Linked DNA regions of Mus musculus: region 2 is linked to region 1. A link is a contact called in public Hi-C data. All regions are on one chromosome and are shown on one strand. The core of a region is the stretch at or near the end of the contact, and the rest is flanking DNA. Distances in the headings are between cores, read along the strand shown.

Region 1 (7,696 bases), core at 2,036-4,535:
GGATGCATTATTAACCAGCAATATAACCAGGCACACCTGGGAGTAAATTATTGATTCCAGAACCCGCTGCCAATCCTGCATTAGATTTTTCTGTCACAGAGAATGCAAAAATCAGGCAAAAGTGATATTTCAATAATTGGTTTTCCCCAAACTGACAATTAAGAATTGACATTTTATTAATAAGCAGGGTAACAAACGTGCATGGTCCCAATCGGTTCACATCCTTAACTGAGTAAAAATTGTTATAGGCTAAATTTAATTTTGAGTCCCTCTGAAAGCTCAGAGAGAAGCCCTCTCCTTTCATGCGATGGTATCTGAAGATGAGATCTTCAGAAGACTAGGTTGAGAAGAGGCGTGGACTAAGGGTTAACATCCTTTCAAGTAAAGGAAGAAAGATTGCAGCTCCCCTTTGTTCTCTTCACTTGGGGAAATTACCAATAGAAAGTGGCCTGCTGCCCGCCACGAAGGAACTCATTCCTTGATTTGGACTCCCAGCCTCCAGACCTGGGAGAAGACAATCCCTGGGGTTTAAGGTGCCTGGTCTATAGGATTTGGCTATGGCTGGTGGAATTTTAATCTGCGGAGCTCCAGCATAAAAGATATTCTTGTTATACTTTCCTGCAGTGGAAATGGTTGTAAAGAGATTGCAGGTTTGCTTCAGCAGCAGATGGGACTTGAACTGGCCTCCCTTGAGTTCAAAGCCTGCTCTCCAACTTCCGTGTCGTTCAGTTGTTCTTCGTATGTATTCAAAACCGGGTCAGTTTTAAAGGAATTAAAATAATTACTGGAGAATACAATCTACGTTTATTGCTTTCAGAGGCCACATCTCCCTCTGTGGCCAATGATAACACTAGACTTTCTTGGGCAGCCACTTCCTGTAAACTGTCTTCAATGCTTTGGCCCTTTCAGTGCTTCAGGTTTGTGGGGACACGGCCTGCTGTGATCTTGCGCTCTAGCCTCTTAGTTCTTGGAACTATAAATGATTTAAGTCTTTACCCCAAAGATTGACACTCTTCTCGGTGCTGTTTAAAATTCTGTAGCTGTTGAATAAGCTAATAGACTAAAGAGCAAAGTTATCTAAGCGCCTGTTCAAGCTAAAATGGCATGCACATTATTCCTATTAAACCTTGGATCCAGCACTGAAGTTATGTTTCACATCCAGAGTTGCAATGTCTGAGGGTTATTTGTGCTTTGGAAAGGCATCACAGTAACAACTACAAGGTCAATTTTCAAATCCATTAATATAAGCCACAAATAAACCCGTTCAATGAATATACTCAAAGGACACAGATTTGTTTTGTTTTGTTTTGCTTTGTTTTTTTAAAGCCACACAACACTCATTCAGTGGGAGAACCTTCTGCGTCAGACTAATTACAATCACAAGGAGATAGGAAAAGCAAGCTTGTATTAATCAAGCCGGTTTTCCCTCTGCCATGGAGAACTGGCTGGCAGAGCAAAAGCAGAGAGATAGAGCTCCCTCGCAAGCCCACTGAGGAAACCCCGGATCCAGTGGAGAAAGGATGGTCTCCAAAGGCAGGTGGAGGCGAGGAGTGCAGTTAGAACATCTCGAGATAGTATGTGGCTCGTGGAAATGAGGAACAAAGAGAAATGTGGCAAAGTTTGTATTGTTAAAGCATTATAAAGAAGGTTTACTTAAGAGAAAAAAAAATGAAAAAGACAATGCCGCAGAGCCATGTTTTACCGACTTGCCTCATAAGGCTTATGAAGTCCTCTCCTACAAAGTCCCCTTCGTTCAGCATCGGATTATCCCTATAAATTAAATAGGCAAGAGCAGGAAGGACTCAATGTTGTCTCTGCATCTCTTAATTAGGGAGCGACAGAGCAGGTGTTGCGCGTGAGCTTCAGAACTACACGTCTGTTTCACACACACACACACACACACACACACACACACACACACACACACACACTTCAAAGGTTTTGTCCAGCACAGTAGTTACAAACAGGCAAGAAACAGAGACGATGGTTTGACGTTTAGAGATGGTTAACAGGAGGCAACCCCTCCCTGCTCCCCAGATCTGAGCTCTTCTGCTCTTCTTGAAGTATGCTTCAAGAGATGGGAAATGGTCACCAAAAAATGGAAAGAAAAAAAAAAATCACCATAGTTAGAAGAAAGATGTGCTGATCCTGAGTTTGATTTGTTCTGCAAACTTGGACAAATCTTTCAAAACTTCCTGAGCTTCCCACTAACAAGGCGAAAGTACCGAAACGGATATAGTGGCTTTAGTGATCAGTGTGGCCGGAGCCTGCTGTGGCATGTTCCGCTACTGAATGTGGCTGAAATTTAGGGTCCAGGAAGATGAGAAAGTTCACAGGAAGGAAAATGGGCAAGTGCTTGTGCATGATGCGCAGGGCCTCAAACATCTGGGAAAGGACTCGTGTGCAATGGTAAGGGCTCTGTGCATGATGCGCAGGGCTTCAAACATCTGGGAAAGGACTCGTGTGCAATGGTAAGGACTCTGGACTTCCAAATTCTTGCCAAAACAGCTAAGCTAGGAACCCAGGAGTAATTCCACTGGCCTTTGGCAGTGATCACTAGGCATGGTGAAAGACCCTCTATTGAGGGATGCCAGTGAGGAGCTTAAAGGAGTGCATCCAGCTAGGGATGGTGAGGGCATGCGGAAGGAGGAGGAGGCAAGAAACATGTAGCTCCGGGGTCAATCCAGGCATCTGGTATGCTCTTGGATGCAATTGCATCTTTCTCCAAAATGCTAGGATTATAGGCAGTTACCAGGTTTTTACATGATTCAGGTGAGGCTCAGGGTCCTCTCCTCTTGCCCGTCTTCCCAGGACTCCAACCACATAGCTTGCCCCTGCCTCCTGCCCTGTTTTAGGAAAAAAGTAAAATTGCACGAGCCACACAATTTGATGAGAAGTGGGGCATCCCTAGTGGAAATTTTAGGATAACATTGGAAAAAAGGTAGCCCAGAGTATGGAAAAGACATTACCCACTAGCTTGCAAATGGCTCACAAATGTGCTGTGGAGGACGAAGACTTTCAGAGAGTTAGAACTAACTGCAGGAACAGAAAGAAATAAGGCTGAAGAGAACAAAAATGAAACACACAAAAACAAAAACCCCGAGCCACTACAATCTTATTGAGCATTCAAGGCCCAGTTTTAATGGAGGCTAGAAGGCCAAATGAGTCCATTCCTGTTTAGAGGTGGAGATGATGTCCCTAGATTGCATTTTGGTTTTAGGATTGTATGACATCAACCATTTACAGCTCTCAGCGACACCCACTTCCACCTCTAGGTGGCAGCAACTCTCTTCTGTTCTGAACATGGTTTCCTCCGGCCTTTGTTTCTGTTCTCCATGGTAATTCCATACTTCCTTGTCTTTCACAAATAAATACCATGCAGGTTGGGGAAGATTACTGTAAATTACTTCCACCGAAGGACATCAGTCCACTCTTAAGTTAAGCTACAGGGCTTTGTAAACTTCACAAAATAATTCAGGTCTAAAAGTGAAAAATAACAGGAGTGAGTTTGCTTGTCTCTTGCATTCCCACATAAAGTAGTATTTTTCTTTACAGATGTTTAAGGAAATGATTAGAGGAATGGGCAAAACCTATGGAAATAAAGGGATTTTGCAAGAATATTAACATCACCCTATGGGTGAATAAAGTCATGGCTTTTTTTTTTTTTTCAGACTGTTAAGTAGATATTCTGATATATAAATGTTCTCCGTATTTTTGTAGCTCAGGAGAGCAGTTCCAGTGTCCACACAGTGACAAGGACACAGAGCACTGCTCTTCTGGGCAAACTGAAGCAAATTCTGCATCACTCCCTACAAGTTCCCTTTTCATCCAGCTGTGGCACAAACCCTTTCTAGAACATATATGTACTGATTGTATTGAACCACACCTTAAACCTCCCTATAGGCTCAGGATTCTACATTGTTTCGGAGACACCTGAAGCAAACTGTAGCCTCGTCAGGGTCTGTGATGAGTACTAGGCACGCCAACGAATCACCAGGGCGGTAGGAAGGAACCTTTTATAACGAAGACCAAATGGGATGGTTACTAAAGACCTAGGCTTATAAAGCGTTTTCCTTCAGGATGCCCCAGTGAGGAGTAGGATTTCCTAAGCACCTTGCTAAAACTGCAACAGTTTGGGCCTGACATTCTTCGATTGACGTGAGACAAATACAGTGATGCAGGAGTTCAAAGGCAGATGTACAACAGAACGCAAGCTTCTGGCCACACACTCTGGGCATCTCCCAGGAAGCTCTGCTGTCCTCTGCCCATTTTTAGTATCAACACAACGTGTGTTTTCCATATAGACAGGTTATTTTTGATTATGTGATTCAATGTCCGATGAGGATAGAGGGATGCGGTGGTTAGAATGAAACGTTGGGCACTCCGTGGGAAAGGCTCTGTGTGTTTTCTGCCTTAGCATCCTTGGGTTCTGGCTATTGAATAACAGGGTAGCACTCGAGAAAGTCACTTTCTCTAGCTACTGTTAAAAGTACATCTTGGTATCATCAGAAAGATGAGAAACTACAGCCTCCCAGGGAAATCATTCAAGGTTCCTAACTCTGACAGTTTCTTTCCCCCTTTGAACAGAAGAGAAAACTGAAGGTGGCCAGCCTGCGACGAGTGCTCTCCACGGCTTTGCCACTAAAGCCTCCTTGTCTTTCAGGAAACCACAACTCCGTTTCTTCCCTCTTCCTCTCCTTCTGAAATAGCCTTAGTCCTGTCAACACCCAGGCCCTTCCTCCTTAGCCCAGGGCTAGATACAGCCCAGTCTGAAGTCCATCATAAGGACCTGTCTTCCCTTACGCTGAGTGTGAGGGCCAGTGTTGGGCTGGGCTCCTCTGGGTCAGAGCTGCCTGCTAAGTCCTTCCGCTGCACCTGGCCTGTTGCTCTGAGTCAGGGGTTCTGCTTCTGCTTTATCTTCTTTTACACCCTATCCGCTTCTAGAGTCCCCATGTTCCTTGGTTTATGGCAGTCTGAGTCACTTAGTTGCCTTTACTTCTAACTGGAGACTCCCATCTGATAAAGGGCGCTTATTTAGGTGAATGGAAACTTAGAGACAACGGCTTCCCCCGAATATCCCGTGCATTCCAGCAGAATGGGCAGAGGATTCCAGCAGAATGGATAGAGAATTCTAGGAGAATGGACAAAGGATTCCAGGAGAATGGATAGAGGATTCCACAGAATGGATAGAGGATTCCAGGAGAATGGGCAGTGGGTTCCAGCAGAATGGATAGAGAATTCTAGGAGAATGGACAAAGGATTCCAGGAGAATGGATAGAGGATTCCAGGAGAATGGGCAGTGGATTCCAGCAGAGCAGGCAGCTAATTAGCTGTGAATATATATAGTGAGGACCAACGATACTGTGTTGTTGTAGATATTTTGATAAATACATCATCTATTGCCCTTTTTCAGATAGTAAAAGATACATATTATTAGGATGTTTTGCTATGCCAAGACATGTAATAGTTAGTTTTAGGTAAATAATCAAGAAACTTTATAAAGACCAGCGGTCAGATAAAACCGTCATTAATAATTTGAAAGTACTAAACGCTTGATTACTTGGCTGTCTTGTGTCCACAGAGACTCCTCTGTGCATGCGAAAACTGGGAGTGGGGGTAGATGTAGATCAGGACAAAATTATAGTCCATGGAACGTCCCTACTGGTAGGCCTTTTGGAGTTATTACTGCACGCACCGTTCCCAGCATCTTCATAGATATAGTGAGAGTTTTGATTGGCTTCCCATTGTAGTTGTTCTTCTCTCAAATACTTATATGGAACATAGCTCGTTCTCTTTCTCTCTGTCTGTCTGTCTGTCTGTCTGTCTGTCTGTCTCTGTCTGTCTGTCTCTCTCTTTCTCTCTCTCTCTCTCCCTCCCTCTCATTTGCAATGACCAAATTTATGGTAAAAGAGCAGGTATCTCAATCGTCTGTCATGGTGCACACCTGTAATACCAGGACTTGACCAGAGGAAGATATAGATTTCAGTGTAGCCTTAGCTACGTGAGATATATGCTAGCCTGGGCTACACAAGACCCCTCCTCACACCCCTAACCAAAAGAGCAGTCAATGGTACTGTTATATGGAACACATACATATTTTCATATTGGAACACACTATTTTCTGCAATGCATATATTAATAACTCCATTTGTTCAGATTTCATACAGTATCTTTTATTTTAAACTTTACTATCTGAGCAGGTTTCGAAGGGAAAGCAGCCTGACAGAGGATAAACATGTGATGTCATTTCAAATTCAGTAAGCAACAGGACTTGTAGGTAGCTTTTCTATGTGGAGTTTAAATACTCAATGCGGTATCAAATGTACCCCACAAATAACAATTATATGAAGAGTCAACAAACACTAGAACTAAGCAAATTATTTTAGAGCATAAATTAACGTCCTTGTTAGTGTGAGAATGATGTATTATCTTGATAGTCTGATACCTGTTAGTCCTATACCTTGACAGTCCTATACCTATGCTGGCTGCCGCAGTGAACAGAAGCCATGAACCAACAAGAACTATTGTCCTACGTGTCCGGACAGCAGGTCTGCAGTGTAATGTTTATATACCGTTCTGAGCTAAAGGCTAATGAAAGCAAAACATCACACTTGTAACAGAAAAAGCAAATTCTCAGACTTGGTGACCCCCCATGGCTCAACATGATCTTATAGCCCCAATTCTCATATAATTAAGAAAATAACTACAGAAAATAACCTAGCTTAATTCCTTTCCCACACCATTTTTATTGTGGTGAAAGAGATATTAGAGATATTCAGCTGACATCAGCAGGAACAGAACCAACTTGCTATTTTCATCATGGTTTCTTGCAGAAATTCTGGGTAATAAGAGAATTTAAGAAAATTAGATCAACGTTTTTTTTTTTTTTTAATAAAATCAATTTTGAAGATGAAACACAGAATTTAAGTACATATAATTCTCACCAAGCTAAAACGAGGTAGCTGAAGTTACCAAAGAATTCACTGAGCGAGATGTGGTGCATCTGCGCATAACTCCATCACAAGGAAAGCTGACATGGAAGGATTGGGGAGAGCAGAGAGTTTGAAGTTGGCTTCCGCTCAAAATAATGAAATAAAAATAAATAAATAAGCCGGGCATGGTGCCGCATGCCTTTAATCCCAGCACTTGGGAGGCAGAGACATGTGATTTCTAAGTTCAAGGCTAGCCTGGTCTACAGAGTGAGTTCCAGGACAGCCAGGCTTATACAGAGAAACCCTGTCTCAAAAAACCAAAATAAATAAATAAATAAATAAATAAACAAACAAACAGAGATATAGACGGAGGTGTTGAAACATTTATTATAAATAGCTGTGGTTTCGGAGAGATTTGAGATGTAGTTTCCCCTCGAGGCCCACTTTTAATTGTAATCAAAGTGAAAGTGCAAACAGGTTTGCTAGCCCATTTACAGGAGAAAGCTTTCTTCTAAAACAAACTTAAAGGCTTACTGAGACTTATTTACCGACTCACGTGGGCTGAAAAAAAAATCACAAATGGCCAGGAGTTTATGCAACTGGAGTTGTCACATATGCTTTTGTTCTCTAAGTCAAGAAACAGTTAACAGGACACAATCACTATTGCCCACAAATATGGAGTGTGTGGGAACATTCAAGATGGCGGGCCAAAACGTTGGCAGGGGTATTTGCTACTTGCCTGTTGTGAGCAGCAATGGCTTCAT
Region 2 (7,696 bases), core at 2,918-5,417, 1.0 Mb after region 1:
TTGGAAAACTCATTGACGTGAATCCTTTAAACACATATTTTATAAAATACAAAAGAAAGTATAATAATATATATATGCTTCTGAATTTAAGAAGAATGCATTTCTTTGTTCACTGACCCCTTTGATCATTCCAAACACTGCAATATAAGACATGGATAAAAACAAACTTCCACTAGCCTGACCATTGCCATCACACAGACTATAACTGTCTTCATGATTTCAAATCTTCCATAGGAATCAGATTCTCTGAGTTAAAAACCACTGTTTGGAGAGCTAATGGCCTTTACTACAATGTTCATGGGGTGCTTACCAGAACATACAATTACATTAAGAAAAATACAACTTTTTGATCTTCTCATTATCAGTCATTTCCAGAGGCCTTTAACCTCAACCAGCCTTATTTTTGCACATAAAAAGTTATAGTACAATAACAGATTACATGATTTTTAAAATACTTTTATATTCTGATAAGTTTATAGTAAGGTTAGGCAATAGTTTATGTCACAGATGGATAAGACATAAGGAATTACAACAGAATGTTTACTTGTCTTTCCAGATACCACCTCACCCCAGTCAGAAAGGCTAAGATCAAAGCTCATGTGACAGCAGATGCTGGTGAGGATGTGGAGAAAGAGGAACACTCCTCCATTGCTGGTGGGATTGCAAGCTGGTACAACCACTCTGGAAATCAGTCTGGTAGTTCCTTAGAAAATTGGACATAGTACTACCTGAGGACCCAGCTATACCACTCCTGGGCACATACCCAGAAGATGCTCCAACATGTAATAAGGACACATGCTCCACTATGTTCATAGCAGCCTTATTTGTAATAGCCAGAAGCTGGAAACAACCCAGATGTCCCTCAACAGAGGAATGGATACAGAAAATGTGGTACATTTACACAATGAAGTACTACTCAGCTATTAAAAAGATGAATTCATGAAATTCTCAGGCAAATAGATAGAAGTAGAAAATATCATCCTGAGTAAGGCAACCCAGTCACAAAAGAACACACATGGTATGCACTGATAAATGGATATTAGCCCAAAAGGTCCAAATAACCAAGATACAATTCACAGACCACATGAAGCTCAAGAAGAAAGACCAAAGTGTGGATACTTCAGTCTTTCTTAGAAGTGTGATCAAAATACCCATGGGAGGAGATACAGAGACAAAGTTTGGAACAGAAACTGGAGGAAAGGTCATCCAGTGACTGCCCCACCTGGGGATCTATCCCATAAACAGCCACCAAACCCAGACACTATTGTGGATGTCAACAAGTGCTTGCTGACAGGAGCCTGATATAGCTGTTTTCTGACAGATTCTGCCAGTGCCTGACAAATACAGAAGTGGATGCTCATAGCCATCTGTTTGACTGAGCACAGGGTCCCCAAAGGAGGAGCTAGAGATAGGACCCAAGGAGCTGAAAGGGTTTGCAGCCCCATAGGAAGAACAACAATATGAACTAATCAGTACCCTCAGAGCTCCCAGGGAATAAACCACCAACCAAACAAGTACACATGGAGGGACTCATGGCTCCAGCTGCATATGTAGCAGAGAATGGTCTTGTGGAACATCAATGATAGGAGAAGCCCTTGGTCCTGTGAAGGATTGATGCCCCAGTGTAGGGGAATGCCAGGACAGGGAAGCAGGAGTGGGCAGGTTAGAAGGTGGGGGGCAGAGGGAGAGATGGGGTAGGCGAGTTTTCTGAGGGGAAATGAGGAAAGGGGATAACATTTGAAATATAAATAAAGAAAATATCTAATATAAAATAAAGGAAAATACAACTTTTTGATCTTCTCATTATCAGTCATTTCCAGATACCTTTAAGCACACCCAGCCTATTCTTGCACATGATCTTCAAGTATAAGACACTGGTTTTCTTGTAGCCTATATAAATACATATTCTATATAGCTTATATAAATGAATATAGTCTATATAGGTATATGCTTTATGTACCCTATATATTATATTTAACCTATACATGACTATGAACCTATTATGAATAGCATATATAAATATGTGTAACATATGTAAGCAAACATATATATATATATACTATATACTATATATATATAATATACAGTATATATAGTACATACATTCATATATATATATATATATATATATATATATATATATATATATATATGAATGAATGGAAAATAACATTTGAAAACTAAGAAGCCACAGTGCAGTCAACTCCTCCATTCCTCCATTCTTTCCTGCTGCAAGCTACACTCTAGGAAAAAAAACCCTAGGATTTCTATGCTTTCATGTCATTCAATTCCTGTATTGTATCTTTTTTCTATTTCTGTTTTCAAATCAGCCAGTTCTTAACGTAATTTTCTCTCATTTTTACTGTACCTTGGCTGATAGGGGCTCCAACAATGCTCTGCATGTTTAGTCTGAAGTACCATATGGTCACTTCGAAACGATCCACTGTAACAAGTAACACAGCTACCTCAACAGCACAAGAGGTCTGTGTGGGCAGCAGGCTTTAGGAGGATTTCTTAAAATCATGCACTGAACCACTGTATCATAAATTCCCAGTTTTGCATTTCTGTAAATGCTCACCTCAATGTATTGATTTCTGTAATGGTAGAAAAGGAAAATGGTCCCCAAGTCTCAGTGACTCAGCATAGTATATTTTCTCCTGGGTAAGTATATGCTTAATTTCTTATTTTACAGATATTTAAGAATACATACATGCACACATATATACACACATCTATTTACATATGTGTATTCTAGCATATATCATATCATTATGTTTTTCTCTCTTGAATCTAAACAGCCTTCTTGCCTTCAGTTATCAGGTAATAGAAAATTATACATTGGCAATGTTCAAACAGCTGGCTGATAAGCAACCACATCTCTTCTGCCTCTTTTATTAGTCACACCTCTGTCAGTATGTTCCTCTTACTTCAAGGAGCTTGCAGATGTATTTATAATGTGCCAAAGAGGAAGAAAACATGAATCTTGGCAAACACTAACAGTTTCGGACACTAAGTCCAAAGCAAAATAGATTTAGAGGACTTCCCAAGGGATTCATTTTAGGCAAATAAACTGGTAGGAATCTGATGATTTTACTAGCAGATCTGAAAGCATGAATTTCTGTCTTCTATAAGAAGAAATGATGTATCAGGGAAATGAAATGATATAGAAAAATGTCATGACAAAATTAGAAAACTCAAGAAAAAAAGAAAACTATGTTATTTATTTCCTATAAATAAAGGAATTTAGAATATGCATGAGGTTTAGGTGTTCACAGGATAAACAAAAAGTGAAAATGTGAATTTGATGTGTAAAACATGTCCTTTTTATGGATCAATTTAAAGACTGTGAAATTCATTCCTCCCTTAAAATACCTAAATTTTATCCATCAGTACATGAATACCTGCATGAAAACAAGATGAAAAACACAATCAATTGTCCCCAAAAAATGTTTAACTGTGATCTATAAAGTTAAAATATCACAGAAGATTCAGTGACAACATGGGATAGACTCCAAAGGTTTTTGAGTTGTGACAATGCAAATGGACTCACATACCTGGACATGGGAAGCCTCCTGGGCAGAGGTGTAGTAGAAGCCAACACTGATATTTGGACACTGGATGTCTGACTACAGTTAAGAGAAGAATGGGGCTACGGTACCTGTACTGAGTACTGCCATTGCCAGCTGTCATTATATACTTCGGTGAATATTATTACCTCTAGGAAAGTTCACCAAACACACTTCCTCTCAGTGTTTTGTTTATCAATAATTACATGCTATTACCTGAACTTAGCAGATCGAGGACCATTGTGAAGAGTAAGCAATTTTTTTTCTCACCAATTACGTCTTTGTGTGAAAATGGAGCTAGTTACTGGGAGATAGTAATAGCATTGGATTAAAACTACTTTCATGAAAGCTTCACTCCATAGGGCTCCTTTCGTGGCTCAGATAATGCATCTAGGTTATTTAGGGTCTGAGGCTTATCAAAAGAGACAGAATGAATCGTGCTGGGTTGTGTGATATGATTTGGAGAAGAGAACTGACTGCCCTAAAATGAAAAAGACGAAGTAATTTTCCATAGGCTTTTGAATCCTAAGGTTTACCCTCCTGTTCCCCCTATCGTCCATCTAAAGATTAAAGAGTGAAACAATCAGCGGATTTTAAAGTGAAGGGGAAGGGAGGGTGGTCTGCACCTGGAAACCATTTTCTTGATTTGTGCTGGCTGTAGTCCTGGAGATAGAACAGCAAGAATTCCGCTCTGGGGTTTCTTTGAAATCTGGGGAGAATGATTTGTGTGAGGAGGGGGAATAGAGGAATCATGGGGGGGGGGGGAGCTCATTCCTTCTTGCCACATTGCTGTGCTGCAGAGGAAGAGTCTGGTCTGCCTTGGGATGGAGTTGAAAGGAAATCAACAAGGCAGCTTCAAGTATGCAAGAATTTGTTATGGACTTGCCAACTTTTCAAACATAACTGTCTGTGTTCAGAGGCTGCCAACACGAAGCACACATGGTTCAGTACTGCAGATCTTCCCAATAACTGTGCAAATCACAACATGTTTTTGTCTTCAGTGTGCTCAAAAGGTAACCGTGTGAGGTCCCTTTGTTTACATAGTCTGGAAATGCACAATGATAAAATTGCTTTAGAAAATTGAGGCATGAAACACTCATATTCCTAGTTATTTTCTATTTGTGCCAATTGGTGAGTTCCAAAGTATCGCTCACCCCAAAAGAAGACAAAAATGCAATAGAATAAACTATATTGTTAATTTCATGAACACTTGTATGCTTTTAAAAATAATATTTATTCTTTGAAATTTTTATATATGCACAATGTATTTTTATCTTACGTATTTTACACGCCTTCCCCTAACTCCTCGCAGATCTCCCACACACTCCCTGTTCATATCTTCATGTCTTCTTTTATTTTTTTTTAACCTGCCTTTTGTCCACTTTATGTGTTCCTTCTCCACTGTTATATTTTCCAACTACACAAAGAAGGCTGGAGGAGAAAGGAGGTATTAATATCCTTAGACTACTTCCTACTGATTAAGGGTATCAAGTTCCTTGGGGCACTTTTGATCTTCTTTGTTAGGATATCTCAACCAGGAACCAGCAACAACTAGCCAATAGCCAGCCAGGAGCCAGCCAGGAGCCAGCCAGGAGCCAGCCAGGAGCCAGCCAGGAGCCAGCCAGCAGCCAGTCAGCAGCCAGCCAGCAGCCAGCCAGCAGCCAGCCAGCAGGAACCACAGCAGGAGAAATTGCAGCAGCCATATCCTTCTCTAGGCCTCTTCATATATATATATATATATACTCTCAAGAGTTTCTAGACTTTCAAATATCATACACTTGGGAAAAACTATCTGCAGCTGGCAAAAATCATGGTCTTGATGAAACAAAAGGCAAATCATAGTCTGCTGCCTTGTATAATCTGAAGCAGCCCCGTATCTCACACCTTGAACAAAAACATATTCATATTCACATAACATTTCTATGTTTTTAAAGAAGCCAAATTTCTTGCAACCCACTGAGTCTATTTTGTTCTTCCTATATATTCAGGAGTGTGGTTCATCTACTGTACCATAATTGACCTACTAGGGGCTACATCTTCAAAGAAAACTGAATCTCTCTCCCCAAGAAGCAATCTATTCTCATAGTTTCTCAGTTAAAGATGGGCTTTCTACTTCATGCTGTAATACTGATTGGCTTAATGTAGCGCAGGTCTTGTGTAGATAAGCTATTGTGAGTTCATGAGTGATACAGCCCTGTCTTGGCCAGAAGATTGTTTACCTCCAGTTCTCTCCAGTCTCTTGCTCTTATAATCTTTCTGTCCCCTCTTCTACAATACTCCCTGAATCTTGGGTGGGAAAGTGATAAAATAGAGATAGATGTCTCACTTGTGACTGAGTGGCCCTGTGACTCTAGTTCATTCTCTGCCCCCCCCCACCTTTGAGAATGCTGAATACAAGAAGGATTATTATAAATTAATTTAATCATATTTTCCTGAGTTTTATAATGACACTGCTCAAGATAGTAAGTCTATGATTCAATGATATAAAACGTGATTCTAGGATTAGCTAAAGAACTTCCTACAGCCATGAAGCTAATTTTTGCTCCTGGGTTTATACTATGGCCATTGAAAAATTGAGATTCAAACTCCCTAAAATCATACCCTTTGCCTTCATCATTTTTCAAATTTATCTTCTCTATGATAGAGCAAATATGGTCCCCAATATTGTTACTACTCTCATATGAAGGCAACATCATATACTGAGACTTGGATACAGACTTGGATGCATTCATTGAGTTTTTATTAATTGAGAAAGTATCTAGCAAAGAAACTTAAAGATGGAAGTAATTTTAAAAATAACATTATTTTATTTTAATGAAATAAAATAAAACCTCAAATAAAAAATTCACACAATTAGATTAAAGTAGTCACTCTGAACTCTGTATAGCTCAGTAAGCTTCTAGAGAGTTAGAATGGCTATTATGACTCTGTGAGTTTTTACACTTTTGGCGTCAATTAAATTTTTGTGCACTAATTCGCTACAAAAACTGATACTAACGACAGAATTGAAACTAGAAAAAACATTTAGATTTATATCTTCTTTACAACTCCCATGTTCTTTGCCTGAGGGAAGGATGTATTTTGGCTGACATTTTGAGAGTATAGTCCATCGCCTTTTCAAAGGAAAACTATGGCAGTAGAGGGTATATTGCATTTGTACTCAAAAGTAGTGAGCAATAAAAGATGGTTCTCCACCCATTCACTTTCTCCTTTTTATTGAGTGGAATCCAAATCCTGTAGAATTGTGCTTTCTGTAGTTAAAGGGCCTTCCTACCTCAACCAAAGATAGAAACTCCCTCCCAAATCTATCCAGAGTTCCTCTCCCAGCAGATTCTAGACACTGTCAAGTTGATAATCAACATTAATCATCAGAAACCTTGTGTTAATTCTGATTCTGCCACTGACAACTTTGTGACTTCAGAGAGAATCTTTCACTTCTACGTTGAAAATTATATATCATGACCATTTCTATAAGATCATTGTTCCACTGGAAATATAGTCAGAAAAATTCAACTAGTCTTCAAATGCTAATGAGCAATTCTTATCAATCAAGAAAAGAAACATCTACCCCAAAGACTCAAGACTTCCCTATATAATGTCTGCTCATATGTGACTATAGTTATGCATCATCATAGTTATACAGGCTTTATAACCTAATAGTTAGTAATTAGGAAAAGTTTAACATCTCTTTTAGTACTTTCCCTCAGCTTTGCCAAGTCCAATCCCCAGTCTTAGCCCCAGCTCTGCATCAGACCACAGCTTGGACATCCCATCCTTCCTTGAACCCATCTCCTTAGATCACACAGATTTTGCCCTCCAATTCTTTCCTTCAGAGTCATTGATTCATCCAAGTTTCCAACTCCATTAGTTCCTCACTGGGAACCCTAAGGCCACTCCAGCTAGCAAAGCAGTTAAAGTAACTGCAGATCTTCAGCTCTCCCTCCATTCCTCCAAGCCCAGTTCCCCAGTCTCATTCCCAGCATTTGTAACAGACTACCTATTGTGGACTCTCTTTACTCTCTGCCTCCATTTCCGGGGTCTAAGCAGATCCTAGTGGAGTACCCTGACTTCATCCCACCCAAGAACCTATCTAGCCCCCTCCAAACACATCCCGATTCCTAAATATCAGT

The links. Hi-C and Micro-C count contacts between places; a contact is called where the count stands out from the background.
Region 2: a Hi-C map of cranial neural crest shows a contact between it and region 1, with 3 times the contacts expected there. The contact joins two enhancer-like sites. A contact is called at or near these places in 8 of 484 Hi-C or Micro-C datasets (cardiomyocytes, cerebral cortex, cortical neurons and 3 more) and 1 of 115 datasets of contacts at active chromatin or transcription factors (stem cell-derived neural progenitor cells).

Annotation. Positions count from the first base shown.
Region 1 is chr14:99,928,811-99,936,506 of GRCm38.p6, forward strand. All of the region lies in intron 5 of Klf12 (Kruppel-like factor 12), which reads right to left. Among named protein-coding and RNA genes, the nearest start is that of Gm22970, 160 kb to the left of the region's middle. Within about 2 kb of position 3,286, at least 32 of the 459 cell types and tissues checked have an H3K27ac peak or open chromatin away from gene starts, as enhancers often do.
Region 2 is chr14:100,946,539-100,954,234 of GRCm38.p6, forward strand. No RefSeq gene overlaps it. Among named protein-coding and RNA genes, the nearest start is that of Gm46481, 110 kb to the right of the region's middle. Within about 2 kb of position 4,168, at least 13 of the 459 cell types and tissues checked have an H3K27ac peak or open chromatin away from gene starts, as enhancers often do.